Regions from separate parts of the Sus scrofa genome. Here region 1 is linked to region 2. A link is a contact called in public HiChIP or PLAC-seq data. All regions are on one chromosome and are shown on one strand. The core of a region is the stretch at or near the end of the contact, and the rest is flanking DNA. Distances in the headings are between cores, read along the strand shown. Region 1 overlaps SNX24 (sorting nexin-24). Region 2 overlaps SNX24 (sorting nexin-24).

What was found. HiChIP or PLAC-seq counts read pairs in DNA pulled down with a chosen protein or histone mark.
Region 1: an H3K27ac HiChIP or PLAC-seq map of alveolar macrophages shows a contact between it and region 2. The contact joins two enhancer-like sites. A contact is called at or near these places in 2 of 47 Hi-C or Micro-C datasets (fetal heart ventricle and skeletal muscle) and 1 of 2 datasets of contacts at active chromatin or transcription factors (alveolar macrophages).

The regions. Positions count from the first base shown.
Region 1 is chr2:126,493,663-126,500,385 of Sscrofa11.1, forward strand. SNX24 (sorting nexin-24) reads left to right here. Exons shown (of 7, transcript XM_005652942.3): 4 at 4,385-4,479; 5 at 6,113-6,145; 6 at 6,691-6,723. Among named protein-coding and RNA genes, the nearest start is that of PPIC, 51 kb to the right of the region's middle. Within about 2 kb of position 4,614, at least 2 of the 83 cell types and tissues checked have an H3K27ac peak or open chromatin away from gene starts, as enhancers often do. A contact at or near this core is called in alveolar macrophages, where this site is marked.
Region 2 is chr2:126,366,666-126,373,655 of Sscrofa11.1, forward strand. The region is part of intron 1 of SNX24 (sorting nexin-24); the gene reads left to right. Among named protein-coding and RNA genes, the nearest start is that of SNX24, 22 kb to the left of the region's middle. Within about 2 kb of position 4,921, at least 2 of the 83 cell types and tissues checked have an H3K27ac peak or open chromatin away from gene starts, as enhancers often do. A contact at or near this core is called in alveolar macrophages, where this site is marked.

The DNA.
Region 1 (6,723 bases), core at 3,364-5,863, 130 kb after region 2:
GGCACCTGCTCTCCAGCTCGCATCTGAGTAATTCATAGTAGTTGACTCAGTATTTAAACCTGTTCAATTGAATGGGATTTATTTCCAACTTGTTACATTCATTTTGAATTCTGATGTTTTACAGTGTAAATTACCTACCCAGACATGAATCCCAACCTGCCTCCAGTGTCAGGACTCTTCCATGAGTTACCCTTAATTGGCTAGATAGCACTGGGTCTGGGACCCAGCAGTTCAAAATGCCCCTCTCATAACAGGTGTACTGTGTTAGGGCTTCATCACTGTACCCTGCAGAAGTAGAGTTTAAACCTTAATTTCCCTCCTTCTTTGCTAACTTTGGAAACTTTCAACAGCACGGCTTATTGAATTCTAGAGTTACACATAGAAGATGCAGAAGCCATAAATATGAGCCGCTTTCTAAATCTGGTACAGCAGTAGATTGTGGTTTTTTCAGAAAAAAATCCTTCACCAGGGTAGCCTCTCAGCCAGACGAGTCTTTTCAGGCACAGCCCAGAGCTGAAAGCACTCATGAATTCTAACAACCCAGCAGCACACAGCCCAGCGGCGTTCTAATTGACAAAGAGGTAGAAAAGTGAAACAAGAAAGCTAGCATGTCCTTCAGGAAGCTGGCATCCAGCACAGGCTCAGCAGTGCCTCAGGCTCCAGGCCAAATGAAAAGTGTGCCCAACAGGGTTGCTGCCACACAGGACCTGCACGTGTGCATCCTTGGCTGGGCTGGCAAGGGCCTGTGAATCCCCTGCCACTGGCAGCACAGTTATCTACGTATGCATATTTTCAGAAAGCAAGATTCTCAGCTTTCATCATGTTCAAAGGGAACTATAAATTGTAGAGGACTGAGAGGCTCTATTAGACGGACAGTGATCCAAACCTCCAAAACCGGTAAAACAAGTTGTTGAGAATTGATAAGAGCGAAAAAATTCACAGGAAACAGAATTTGTGTTTGATGAATGTTAAGTGCATGCCTGAAACTCTTGGAGATATCATCTAATCCTCACAGTAACCTTTAAAGTAGACGGAGGAGATATTCAAACCCAGGTCTTGCTTTCAAGCCGCATATTCATGCTGCACCACGTTGCCTCTTTAAAGAGTGAAAATGACTAAGCATTAAAGATTAATCAAAAATAAAGATAAGCAAGCTAAAGCAACATGGAAATATAATTTGGTATTCAAAATATATGTATTATATATAATTTACCTAATATATACATTATATATATTTATCTTAAATTATATATATATATATGTTATCTATTGAATTGGTTGGGTGATTTAGACCAGACTGGGGTCCCAAGCATGTGGGATGGTCCAGGGTACAGCTTCAAGAAGCAGTGGTTCTTCTTGAGCAGAAGCTTTTCAAAAAAACCAAAGAAGATTTGAGTGAAAGTCATGAGGCCCCACGTCACTGATGGGTCTTTCATCGCATGAGGTCATGTGTTTCTGAACAAAAAGCTTTGCTTGAACTAATTTAATTTCTCTTTTGCAACTCTGTACTGACTAGTGATAGTCATTTCACTTGTGCATTTTCCATTGAATTAGGTAAATTTCACTCTATTCCACTCTATCTCGGATTGGGCTTAATATTAAGTATTTCCTTACAAGCCTCCTTGGCAGAGTTTAGGAAGTATTTCCTCCACATTACTGAATGCTTAAGTAACCCACCTCCTCCCCAGTGTTGCTTTCTTGTAACTGGAAACCCTGAAATCCATATCGGTCATTGTTTTTCTAGAAAATAGCATTTGAGAATATATAATGAGCACATAATAAAAATGCTCACTGATTTTTGAAGTTTTCTGTTTTCTTTTTTTCCCAGGATAGCTGACCTAAAACAGTGTGATCATCTCTTTGGGGCACTGTCTGGGGAGGCTGAGCAGGATTAATTCCCATCCTGGTGTTGCCGTGTAAACAGCTTTTTGCCTGTCTTTTGTCATTAATGATCATGCTGTAGATGTAGCCAGTGCATTGTAAGCCAATCTGTCAAGGCAAATAAACAATTCACCTTGTTAAAATTCCCTAAATCTTGCATTAATAAAACGAAAGTAACCCCCTGAACACTCAAGAGATGTCTTCCTCCATACTGCAGTGATGGATGACATGTCTAAAGATCCTGGAAATTAAGTAGTTCAGGCCATTAAAAGTGTCCCACACTTGTTATTGATTTAATTTATTTTAAAAGGTGGGGGTGGAGATAAGAATGGTTGTTACCCCCTCCCCTATTTTATTTTTAATGTGAAAGCTACCACTTGTTCACATAATTAAAACTATTGCCTGGATGAACAGCTCTGTGTTTGTTACAACATTAAGCCTTATTATTCACATCTTAAACAAATATCTAAAATCATGGTAACTCATAGCAAAAATTCCTTGGGATTTCATGCTTATCATGATTCCTAGAACCTTTGAGTTCTGGGCACCGAAATAATGACCTCTGGGCACCCCCAGAATGTCCTCAGATAAAGATTTAGATGAAAGTCAGATGAATTGAAGGAAATGAACTGAAATAGTAATGGATGCATACCTCTGGAGAGAGGCGGGTTTTTTTTCTCTCTGCTGAATTTTTCATTTTTCTACTTTATAATCAAGAAAAGGCTAACATTTTAGATGGATGGGTGGGTAAATGGACGGATAGGAGAGCATTTAGAGAGGATGGAGTTTCTCAGTTCTCTATCACCGTAGTCTAAGGCAAGTGTAAGTTGTGTGTGTATGTGTGTGTGTTCTTGTTTAGCACTAAGTTTTTCCACCAGCCCACACTTTTCTGGACCCTCTTATTCACTGCCATATTCCCAAGGCCAAATATAATAGGTGCTCAGTAAATATTTGTTTAGTGAATAAAGCCTTACCCGACATACCTTTATTATCCTCTCTTTTTAATTGCTTAAGCTTCAGTGGGTTCAGTGGGCTGTGTAAAGAATAGGAAGAGCTCTAGACAAGGGTAGCTCGCCAGATGACCCCTCTCCAGGGCAGGAAGGTTGAGTACTTGTGTGATACAGCGATCAGCCTGCTGGGACTGGTGAGCTCTGTAGTAGCTCATTCCATTTATACATCCTGAACTGGGTAACAGAATTCCAAACCCCAGGAGAAATCGGGCAGCTCAGGATATAAATTACGGCTAAAAACAATCCATTATATAGAATTAGGTGTATACAAGATTCACACAATGTAACCTTTCTTTTGTCATTTGTTTTGTACGTTTCGCATCACCTTGTATAGCTATTCCTGATCAGCTGTATGAATGACATTTCCCATCGATTCTCATTGTTTTTTAAACAATGTGTGCTTATTAAGGGAGCCAGAGGCCGTGCTAGATCATAAAAATGACACAAGAATAGTTGTATTAATTTCAGAAATTATTGCACAATGTCTGATGTTTTTTCCTTGGTCTTTGTCAAAAAGAAAGGGAAGAGCAAATGTGCAATCTTTCAAAAATAAATATATATAAAAATGCCCTCTCAGAGTTCTTTTTTAGATTTCTCTTTGAAATTGCATAATTTGGATATCTGAGATGAGAACTGACATGGTTATGCCATTATGCAGCTATTTAGCGGAGCTGCCTAAATGGAAAGAACTCTATAGATTTTTTTTCAGTATATGCACTGATTTACACTTAGTGGTAAAGTTGTTACTGACCCTTTAAGTGGAGCTGTCCAAATAGCAATAAATGTCAGTTGATCCTATCGCTGAAACAGGTGAGAGCTGAAGGATCTTGACTAAATCTTCCAGTTAAAAAAGCCCATGTACAGCATTTCTTCAACAGTAAACTAGCCGTCTCTTGTAGACACACACACACACACACACACACACACACACACAAGCAACCACTTTATCAGTCAATAAGGAAAATGATGTAACTATCTTAGTAGTATTGTTGACGTTCCCAGCTTTTTGAAATACTCACTCTGGGAGTTCCTCTGGGGTGCACTGTGTCAGTGATCTAGTGCATTGTCGCTGCTGTGGTGCTAGTGATTCCTGGCTCAGGAACTTCCACATGCCTCAGGCAGGACATAGCAAAAAAAAAAAAAAAAAAAAGTCTAAAATACTCACTTTGGGTGGATTAGAACCTCCATGAAGGCAGGAACTGTATCTGCCTGGTGCCTGGCTGTCTTGCCCCCTCGACAGCATCTGAAGTATAGTAAATGCTCCATAAATACTGATTGAGTGAAAGCATGTATAAAATGGAGTGTTTGCTGACTCACAATGACTTATGTGTTGGCCTGAATTCTTGGTGGGTGAGGTGGGGACCACCACTCTCATTTTGCTTCTGAGTAATAACGCTGTGAGAATTTTGATGGATGATTATGACTTTTTGAAATAGTTTATGTGATTGATTGCCACGCAAACTTCACTTTCTAATTGTTTTCTACTTTCACAGGCTGTCATTCTAGAAAATGAAGAACTCCCCAAACTGTTTCTTGATTTCCTAAACGTGCGACATTTGCCCTCTCTACCAAAGGCAGAGAGTTGTGGGTAAGAGTTTTTCTTTGCCTCTTGGGCATGTATCTTAAATAACTTTGCAGTCACCTTTGGGCCTCACCAATAATGCAGGTGGTGCCAGCAGGGCCAGCCTGGCCACACCCATTCTTTTCAAGGCTTGGGACAGCACTAGCTCGCCCCCTGCCTGTAGTCACGGGAATTTCTCCTCAGTCCTTGGCCCCATATTGTGGTCCAGGTTTAGACTTGAAGAACTGACTTTTTAAATGATGCTATTATAGGGAATGATGTTACATGATGGGAGTTATGAATCCAGATAGCCTATTTAGGGACTAATAGGTTTATTTATGGATGCTCAAGCAAAGTCTTTATCCCCTCGACATGTTTATTCATGTAATTTTAAAGCTGCAAATGATCTTAGAGATGATTTTACCCAATGCCCTTCATTTTAGCGTTGAGCAAACTGAGATAGAAGAATGAAAGGCCTTCCCAAGACCTCTTCCTTGTAGCTGGCAGAGCCCAGGCCTTCAGCGTAAGCGCTCTTACCCCAGCATCCTGCCTCAGAAACTTCCAACTGCGGGACTGCAGATCCTATAGTCCCTGTCTAGCAAGGAACCAGGCATCTGATATCATCAGCAATTGGGGAAAGTTTTTCTGAAGAATTAGCTCTGAAACTAAGCCTCTTGCCCAGCTTGGCCCCCGACTGTGTTGAGCGGACCTCCAGAGGCAGTCAAGCAACATGCCTGATGTGTTAAATCTATTCCCAGAGAACCATGTCATCCCAAGCCCTCTGCAGGGCCAAGCTGTGGAGAGGGTTTTAGGCATTTTCTTGCTGTCTCCAGGCTTGCCTGAGGATACTAACTACAAGATGTTCAAACTGTTCTCACCCAAAGTCATGTGAAACCCCAGTCATTTGCTGGATGAGAGGCTGCCACTGCCTGTCACGTCTCCCCCACTGGTGGCATTTACTCAGGGCCATTTTCCACTCGCCCTGGAACAGGAAATACACACCTCCTCACCAGATCATATGCATAGTCATCCTGTTCCAACTCTCGAGCATTTGCTGGGAGATTGGGCTTCATGTGTGGATGTGTGTTTTTAAAAAGAGATAGTGACGGGGTTCCTGTTGTAGCTCAGTGGTAACGAACCTGACTAGTAACCACGAGGATTCAGGTTTGATCCGTGGCCTCACTCCAGTGGGTTCAGTATCTGACATTGCCATGAGCCGTGGTGTAGGTCACAGATGCAGCTTGGATCCCACATTGCTGTGGCTGTGGCGTAGGCCCACGACTGCAGCTCAGATTCGAACCCCAACCTGGGAATTTCCATATGCACATGCATTCCCTACCTCCCCCCCAAAAAAAGAGATAGTGAGAATGAAGCGAGTCAAGTCTTTTCTCCCTCATATAAATCCAGAAGCAAAACCATAGGATTTTTCAATGGCCCCCCCAGGAAAACTGAAATTCAAGAATATTGCAGCTTTAAGATTCCTTAGAATGAGGCATCAGCCATGTCATGACTCTGAAAATACCTAAGTCTCTTTTCAAAATGTGTCCCAATTCAGAACTCTAATAATACTGGCTATTTCTCCCTTTTTTGGCATAAACCCTCACCCAACTTATATGGTCTTTTTCTTTTCTTTTTTTTAAATAAAAACAAAACAATTTAGGTCTTTTGATGAGACAGAATCTGAAGAGTCAAGGTAAGACTAAATACCAGTCAAACAGAAGTTACACCAGCCAAGAATAGGACTGCGGTTTTGTTCAGTCCTATTGTCCTAAATGTTCAGTTATCATCGTCTAAGTGTTTCAAGTGACGATTTTCTTGAAGACCTTTGTTAGTAAATTGATTTTAAGATTATAACTATTTTATGGGAAGGTGCACAAGTAACCGGTTCTGTTTATGGGAGAAGGAATAAAGCCCTACATGGTTTCATACAAGCAATAAGAATATTCTTGCATCAGTCAATTTCATCAGTATGGAATTAAAAAAAAAAAAAAACAATTTTCAGCAGTGATTTATGGTAGATTGTATATCTGCTTCAACTCCCACAAAGACATGCTTGGAAGATGAGCACACTGCTGGCTTGCGCCTCCACCTCTGCTCACGAATATTCCCCCACACCATTAGACGCAGAAACCTTGAGATGTCCCCGCACAGCAGTTTGATCCCCTCAAAGCTAGTTTGTAGTGTTTTCTGTTTACCATCGTCCCCTGATGCTGACATGCCTGTTCTTGACCTTTCCAGCAAACTGTCCCACCAGCCGGTGCTGCTTTTCCT
Region 2 (6,990 bases), core at 3,671-6,170:
CCTCACTATCACTGGTTGCAAGGTGGTAGCTGATATTTTTAACTACCTTCTTTCGCCACTGTTCCCCTTTCATGGCTATTCCTCTTCAGCAACTGCCCCAGCTGGTCCTGGTTCTTTACCTGGTGGCCCAGACCTTACATCCCTAAAGGGTCTGAGACATTAGTAAAGTTCCACTTGAATTAGATTGTTTCAGTTTTCTGTTGAATTTAATCCCAGTGCATTGTAATATTAAGAGACATCCTAAGGGATCTCGTGTTACCAAGATGCTCTTCCTTCCCTCCATCGTGGAGTAGTGGTCCAGTTTCCCTTTGGCAGTCAGGATCAATTGCCCCAGCCAATGTTGTAACTTCCTCTGTTCTTACTGATTCAGAGACCTGGGGAGACCAGAGTGGCCAGGTGATAGTCTTGAATTCCGGTTCGGTGGAATCATTCTTGTGTCTCCTGGTGGAAACTTTTTTTTCCCCTTTGAAATTAAGACTTTCAGGCCAGCAGAACATATAGTCCTGGGACAGGAAGCAAATTTTTGCCAGTGGGTCACTAGGGGAGCTAGTGAATGGTGTCCCTTCCTTGTCCACTTCTTGATTCTTGGGTTTGTGATCCTGGTCTTGGGAAAAGCAGCACCATATTTTGGATGTTGACGCCTAGAGAACCAGGTCCTGGCCTGCAAGGGGTATTGCCAGGTGGCTCAGACTGTAACTGAGTCTGCAAAAGGCCATTCCAACTTCTCTCAAGCCAGCTGCTTTAGGATGATGGGGAACATGATAATACCAGTGAATTCCATGGTCATGGGTCCATTGCATCACTTCATTGGCTATGAAATGAGTTACTTGCCATGGAATTCCTGTCGTGGCTTGGTGGAGATGAATCTGACTCGAATCCTATCCCTGGCCCCGCTCTGTGGGTTAAGGATCCAGCGTTGCCTTGAGCTGTGATGTAGGTCACAGACTTGGCTCAGATTCTGTGTTGCTCTGGGTGTGGTGTAGGGCAGCAGCTAAAGCTCTGATTCGACCCCTAGCCTGGGAACCTCCCTATGCCATGGGTCTGGCCCTAAAAAGACAATAATAATAATAATAATAATTAAAACTGTGGTTTAGGAGTTCCCGTTGTGGCTCAGTGCAAACAAATCTGACTAGTAGCCATGAGAATGCAGTTCCATACCTGGCCTGGCTCAGTGGGTTAAGGATCCTGTGTTGCCATGAGCTGTGGTGTAGGTCGCAGACAGGCTCCGATCTGGCATTGCTGTGGTGGTGGCCTGGGCCAGCGGCTACAGCTCAGATTCAACACCTAGCTTGGGAACCTCTATATGCTGTGGGTGCACCCCTAAAAAAACAAAAAGTTAAATAAATAAATAAATAAATAAAATTGATTTAGTCCTGCTTGCACTTGGAAGATTTTCTGTTCAGATGCATACCCATGGAGAGTTTGTACCTCCATTTTTAAAAAGTAGTAGTGCAGGGAATAAAAGTTTATAGACAAGGTCTGTTTTCCTTGTTTATTATTAGTGAACAGTTAGATCTCACTGTCAGTAAAAATTGATGGCTGCAGCTTCCAAACTATTGAGCCTGTGCTAATAAATGCAACAGTTGTTCATAATTTGGTGGTAAATGACCTTTAAATGTAGCCGTTTCCGGAGGCTCTCCTTGGGGAACAATTTAACTTCCAAATGACACCCTTGAGTACTTGTTATCATTTAAATATGCTTCCTTTTGTCAATAACAGAATAACAAATACTGGTTAGATTTCTAATGTTGATTCAGATACCAGGAAACCTGCAGCATAAATTAGTGTACGTTTGATTTATATTGACCAAAATTTTTTACATGGCTGTGTTACAGGTCAAGGTGACATGCATTTAAATGCATGGCAGAGCAGAGGTCGTGCTTGACTGATGTGGATGCTTACTCGGTTTTTAATTAACTTTTAAATATTATCCTAAAATTCCTTCTCAAGTACCAATTATTAGGTAGAGGGTTGAAATTAACTTGGGATATTAGTGGATACCATATTTTCAAAAGTCAATAATCTTGATCTTCACCATAAAAATGATTAAATTATTGCTACATTTTATCTTGTAATTGTAGGGAAATTAGATCTGTTTTTCCATCATAACTCTGAATTCATTGTCTGTGGGTTTTGCATTGACAGTTTTGCAGAAATAATCTGAGATAGCATTGAAAATATTTTGCAAAGTAATGAACAAAGTCTTACCTAGTATAGGAAGTACTGTATCAGGCAAATGCATTTTTTTTTTAGTGCTATGAATGTTTTTTTTAAATCGATGTCACCGTGTGCGTGGAAGGCGGGTCGTTTTCAGGGTGAAGATGTGGATTAATTTTGTCAGCCATTCATTAGTAGTCCAAAGCAGTGTATGTTTTAGAGAAGCTTTAATCAACACCTGTCTTGCCCTTTGAGAGAATATCTTCACAATGAATGCTACTTCTTTTGCATGTATAGTTGGATAAAAAGCATTTTGCTCTCAGTGTAGAATTTTTTTTTCACTTAGGTCCCATGTAAGAAGTTTTACATGATTCAGAAGTTCAGAACTGAAGTGTGCAAAGGGTTTTATTCTTTTCAACCATGAACATTTGTTATTAATCAAAAAATGTGGGAGCTCTGGTTGAGGCTCAGAGGAAATGAATCTGACTAGTATCCATTGGTGCAGCCCTAAAAAAAAAAGTGCTTTTGGGAGTTCCTGCTGTCGCTCAGTGAGTTAAGGCTCTGGTGTTATCCTTGCTGTAGCTCCAGTAACTGCTATGATTCCGGGTTTTATCCTGGCCCAGGAACTTCTACATGCCATGGGCGCAGCCAAAAAAAAAAGTGTGCTTTGGGAATTTTGGGATAACCTTTTGAATTTTGCTTCTCTGGAAAAGGAAACAGAAATCTTCTCTCCTTTAAAATTTTTCATAGGAACTTTTTTTTTTTTTAGCTGCCCCCCCCCCCCCCCCCCCCCCGCCGCCCGAAGCATATGGATGTTTCCAGGCTAGGGGTCAGATTAGAGCTTCAGCCACCAGCCTATACCACAGCCACAGCCACTCCAGATCCAAGCCACCTCTTCAACCTACGCCATCACTCCAAGCAATGCCAGATCTTTTAATCCACTGAGCAAGGCCGAGGATTGAGCTCACATTCTCATGGATACTAGTCAGGTTCCTTACCACTGAGCCACAACGGGAACTCCTCATATGAACTTTTACAGCTATTAACAGAGCTATCCTCTAGAGGGAAAAGGACAGCAGTTCTGCCTGCCTGCAGTGAATGGCAGAGTCCTGGGATGTCAGGTTAGTTTCAGGCACACTGTAGTTTTCTGCCTGGGTTTCACAGGCACAGAACAGCATCTGCCCCGCATGGTCCACGAGGTCAAAAGAAGTGACTGTGTTGAGAATGCCAGTAAGTGAGAGAAGGAAGTGAAGATAATAAAATTGAAAGTGGTTAGAGAATGACACATATATGTGTATATGAGATGAATCATTTAATAGTAGGAACGATTCTGAAGGACAGAGGGGAGAGTGAGGCAGCCTTTCTCCTAAGTGGACAGACACTAGTGACTGACAGATGGAGACTTCTGGGTGCCATCACCAACCTTGGTTAGGTGAAGGCAGGGGGTTTGAGAAAGAGGCTAATTGTCGATGTAGTGGTGCTGCTGGGGAAGGACCCACTGGGACGCTGTCCAGGTAAGCGCTTGAATTTCTAGTGCAGATGGCTGGCTCCTAAAGTGGTGATGCCCAGCCCTTGCTGCATTTGGAATCACATGGAGATCTTTATACACCTACTTGGGCCCCCTGCTCTCAGAGAGTCTGACCGTTCTGGAGTATGGATGGAGCAGCAGAATTTTTAAGTTTCCTGGGTGATTCTAATGAGCAGTAAAAGTTGAGAACTGCACTAAAATTGTCTGAATGATGTTTGTGGAGATCTTTAAGGCAGGTGACTTGCCCCAGCACATCCATCTTTTTTTTTTTTTTTTTTTTTTTCCCCTCTTTATGGCTTTACCTGTGGCATATGGAAATTCCCGGGCTGGGGTCGAATCGGAGCTACAGCTGCCAGCCTGTGCCATAGCCACAGCAGTGCTAGATCTGAGCCAAGTCTGTGACCTATGCCATAGCTTGTGGCAATGCTGAAGCTTTAACCCACTGAATGAGGCCAGGGATTGAACCCGTATCCTCACAGAGACGTGGGTTCCTTAGCCTGCTGAGCCACAGTGGGAACTCCTTAGCATGTCTTAATAGATTAAATCAGTGGTTCTTGGTACCCCACCCCCCCACCCCGAGAGCTTTTTAGGAGTGTATCTATGGCATATGGAAGTTCCCAGGCTAGGGATTGAATCAGAGCTTCAGCTGCTGGTCTACACAGCCACAGGAACTCAGGATCTGAGCTTCATCTGTGACCTACATCACAGTTCACGGCAATGTTGGATTCCTGACCCACTGAGGGAGGCCAGGGATCAAACCCGAATCCTCACGGATACCAGTCAGGTTGGTTATTGCTGAGCCACAGCACAAACTTCCAAATCAGTGGTTCTTAAGAGTTTCAGGCCCGAGCCCCAGAGATTTCCAGGTAATTGGGGCCCAGGCTTCAGTAGGGTTAGCTTTTCAGATGATTTTAATTTGTAGCTAAGCCTTCAAACTATGGAGTAGGTGCCTTACCCTGCTTTAAAAAAGACACCCTATGGAGTGTATATTTAGCGCAAAGGACAGACGTCAGCTGTGTTTTAAAGCTTTAAAGGATTGGTTTATATTCTGATTCAGCCAAAGTGCTTCTAGCTCTGAGCACTTAAAACACTCTTATGTCTTTGGATCCATAGACAAATGAACTAAAGGAAAGCTTTAGTGACCTCACCAAGTGTCACTGGTAAGTGTGGGAACCAGACGGGTTTGGTTCCACATTTTGGCTTGTGACTTCCAGCAAGGGAACGTGGGCATGTCATCTGCCGCCCCCGTTTCCCTCAAGTGCTGACCGCAGTTTTCTCTCAAGGATCCAGGGCAAGTACTGGGCACATAGTAAGAATTTGCTGTGTGGGGCAGCTTCCTCCTTCCCTCCCTCCCTCCTTTCTTTCCTTCCTTCCTCCTGGTCCTAATATTTCTAAGACTTCTGGTTAAGTTATTAACCCCAGTAGGTTAGTCTGTCACTGTATATTTTTCCTTTCTTTCATCGTATATGATTTTTTTTTTTAAATTTTATGGCCACACCCGCAGCATATGGAAGGTCCCAGGCCAGGGATTGAATCTGAGCCACAGCTGTGGCAACACCAGATCCTTTAACCCACTGTGCCGGCCGGGTATCCAATCTGTGCTTCTGCAGGAACTTGAGTTGCTGTAGTTGGATTCTTAACCCACTGCATCACAGTGGAATGAGTAATTTTTGAAAAGCATTATCAAAAGACGCTTTCAGTGCTTTCAGATGATAAAGTGACATCCAAGGTGTCCTCGTCACCTCCTATGTAAGAAGGAATAAGGAGTGTCCAATGTGTGGTTAAACAGCCAGTTGTTGACAACTGCTGTTTACTTATTGATCACTGAGCACTTAGATGAAATGCCAGCTGCTTTTCTTAGTAGACGCCTAACAGTGTTCTCAAGTAAAACTTTGAACTGAGTTCCTCCTCTTTCCCAATATAAGAAGGGGTTTTTAAAAGAGGCCAGACACCAGCCTAACTCTTACATGGCTCTGGCCTGGCAGTGGAGCTGACCCAGTCCCCACCCAGACCCATTCTTATATGCTTTGCTCTGAGCAGGTGGAACTGCTTAAGCCCTTAACTCATGGTGGCTGTGTAGTAGTTGGTGTTGGCATTTGTTTCTAAAAATTTAAATTTTTTTTTTTTCTCTTTAGGGCCACACACCCGAGGCATGTGAAGGTTCCCAGCCTAGGGGTCAAATCCGAGCTGTAGCCACTGGCCTATGCCAGAGCCACAGCAACTCCAGATCCGAGCCATGTCTGCAACCTACACCACAGCTCACAGCAACGCCAGATCCATAACTCCCTGAGCAGGGTCAGGGACTGAACCTTTGTCTTCATGGATGCTAGTCAGATTCGTTTCTGCTGGGCCACGATGGGAACACCCTCTAAAAATTTAAATCTTTGTGTTGGATTTCTTTTCTTTTCTTTTTTTTTTTTTGGCTTTTTAGGGCTGCACCCACAGCACACGGAAGTTCCCAGGCTAGGAGCCAAATCGGACCTATAGCTGCCGGCCTACACCACAGTCACAGCAACACCATATCTGAACCCCACCTGCAACCTACACCATAGCTCACAGCAATGCCGGATCCTTATTCCACTGAGCAAGGTCAGGGATCCAACCTGCATCCTCAGGGTCACTAGTCGGGTTCCTAACCCACTGAGCCACAACAGAAACTCCCTCTGTGCGTGTGTGTGTGATAATTTTGTGATAATTTGCTGCTGTATAGCAAAGTGATTTGGTTTTACATGTGCACACATCCATTCACTTTGAGATTCTTTTCCCTCATAAACCATCAAGATATTGGGTAGAGTTCTTTGTGCTGTACAGCAGGTCCTTGTTGGCTGGTCATTCTGTGTACTTCAGGGTATATGTGCCAATTCCAGCTCATACTGTATGGGTAAGCACTGGATTCTTAGGTTGGCTATGGTAGTGTCGTTTTGAAGTGTATTTTCCAGTTTTTTAGATTTGCAGTTTTGTTAATTTTTTGTTTGTTTGTTTGTTTTTTAGGGCTGCACTTGCAGTATGTGGAGGTTCCCAGGCTAGGGGTCTAATCAGAGCTACAGCTGCCGGCCCTTACCACAGCCACAGCAACATAGGATCTGAACCGCATCTGCGACCCACACCACAGCTCATGGCAATGCCGGATCCTTAACCCACTGACCAAGGCCAGGGATCAAACGCGCAATCTCATGGTTATTCGTTGGATTCATTTCCACTGCACCACAGCAGGAATTCCTGGAGAGTTTTTTAAAAAGCCACATTTGCTTTATGTTAGAGATATATTTATTTTCATTGGCATTTGTAGTAATGTTAGTTTATAA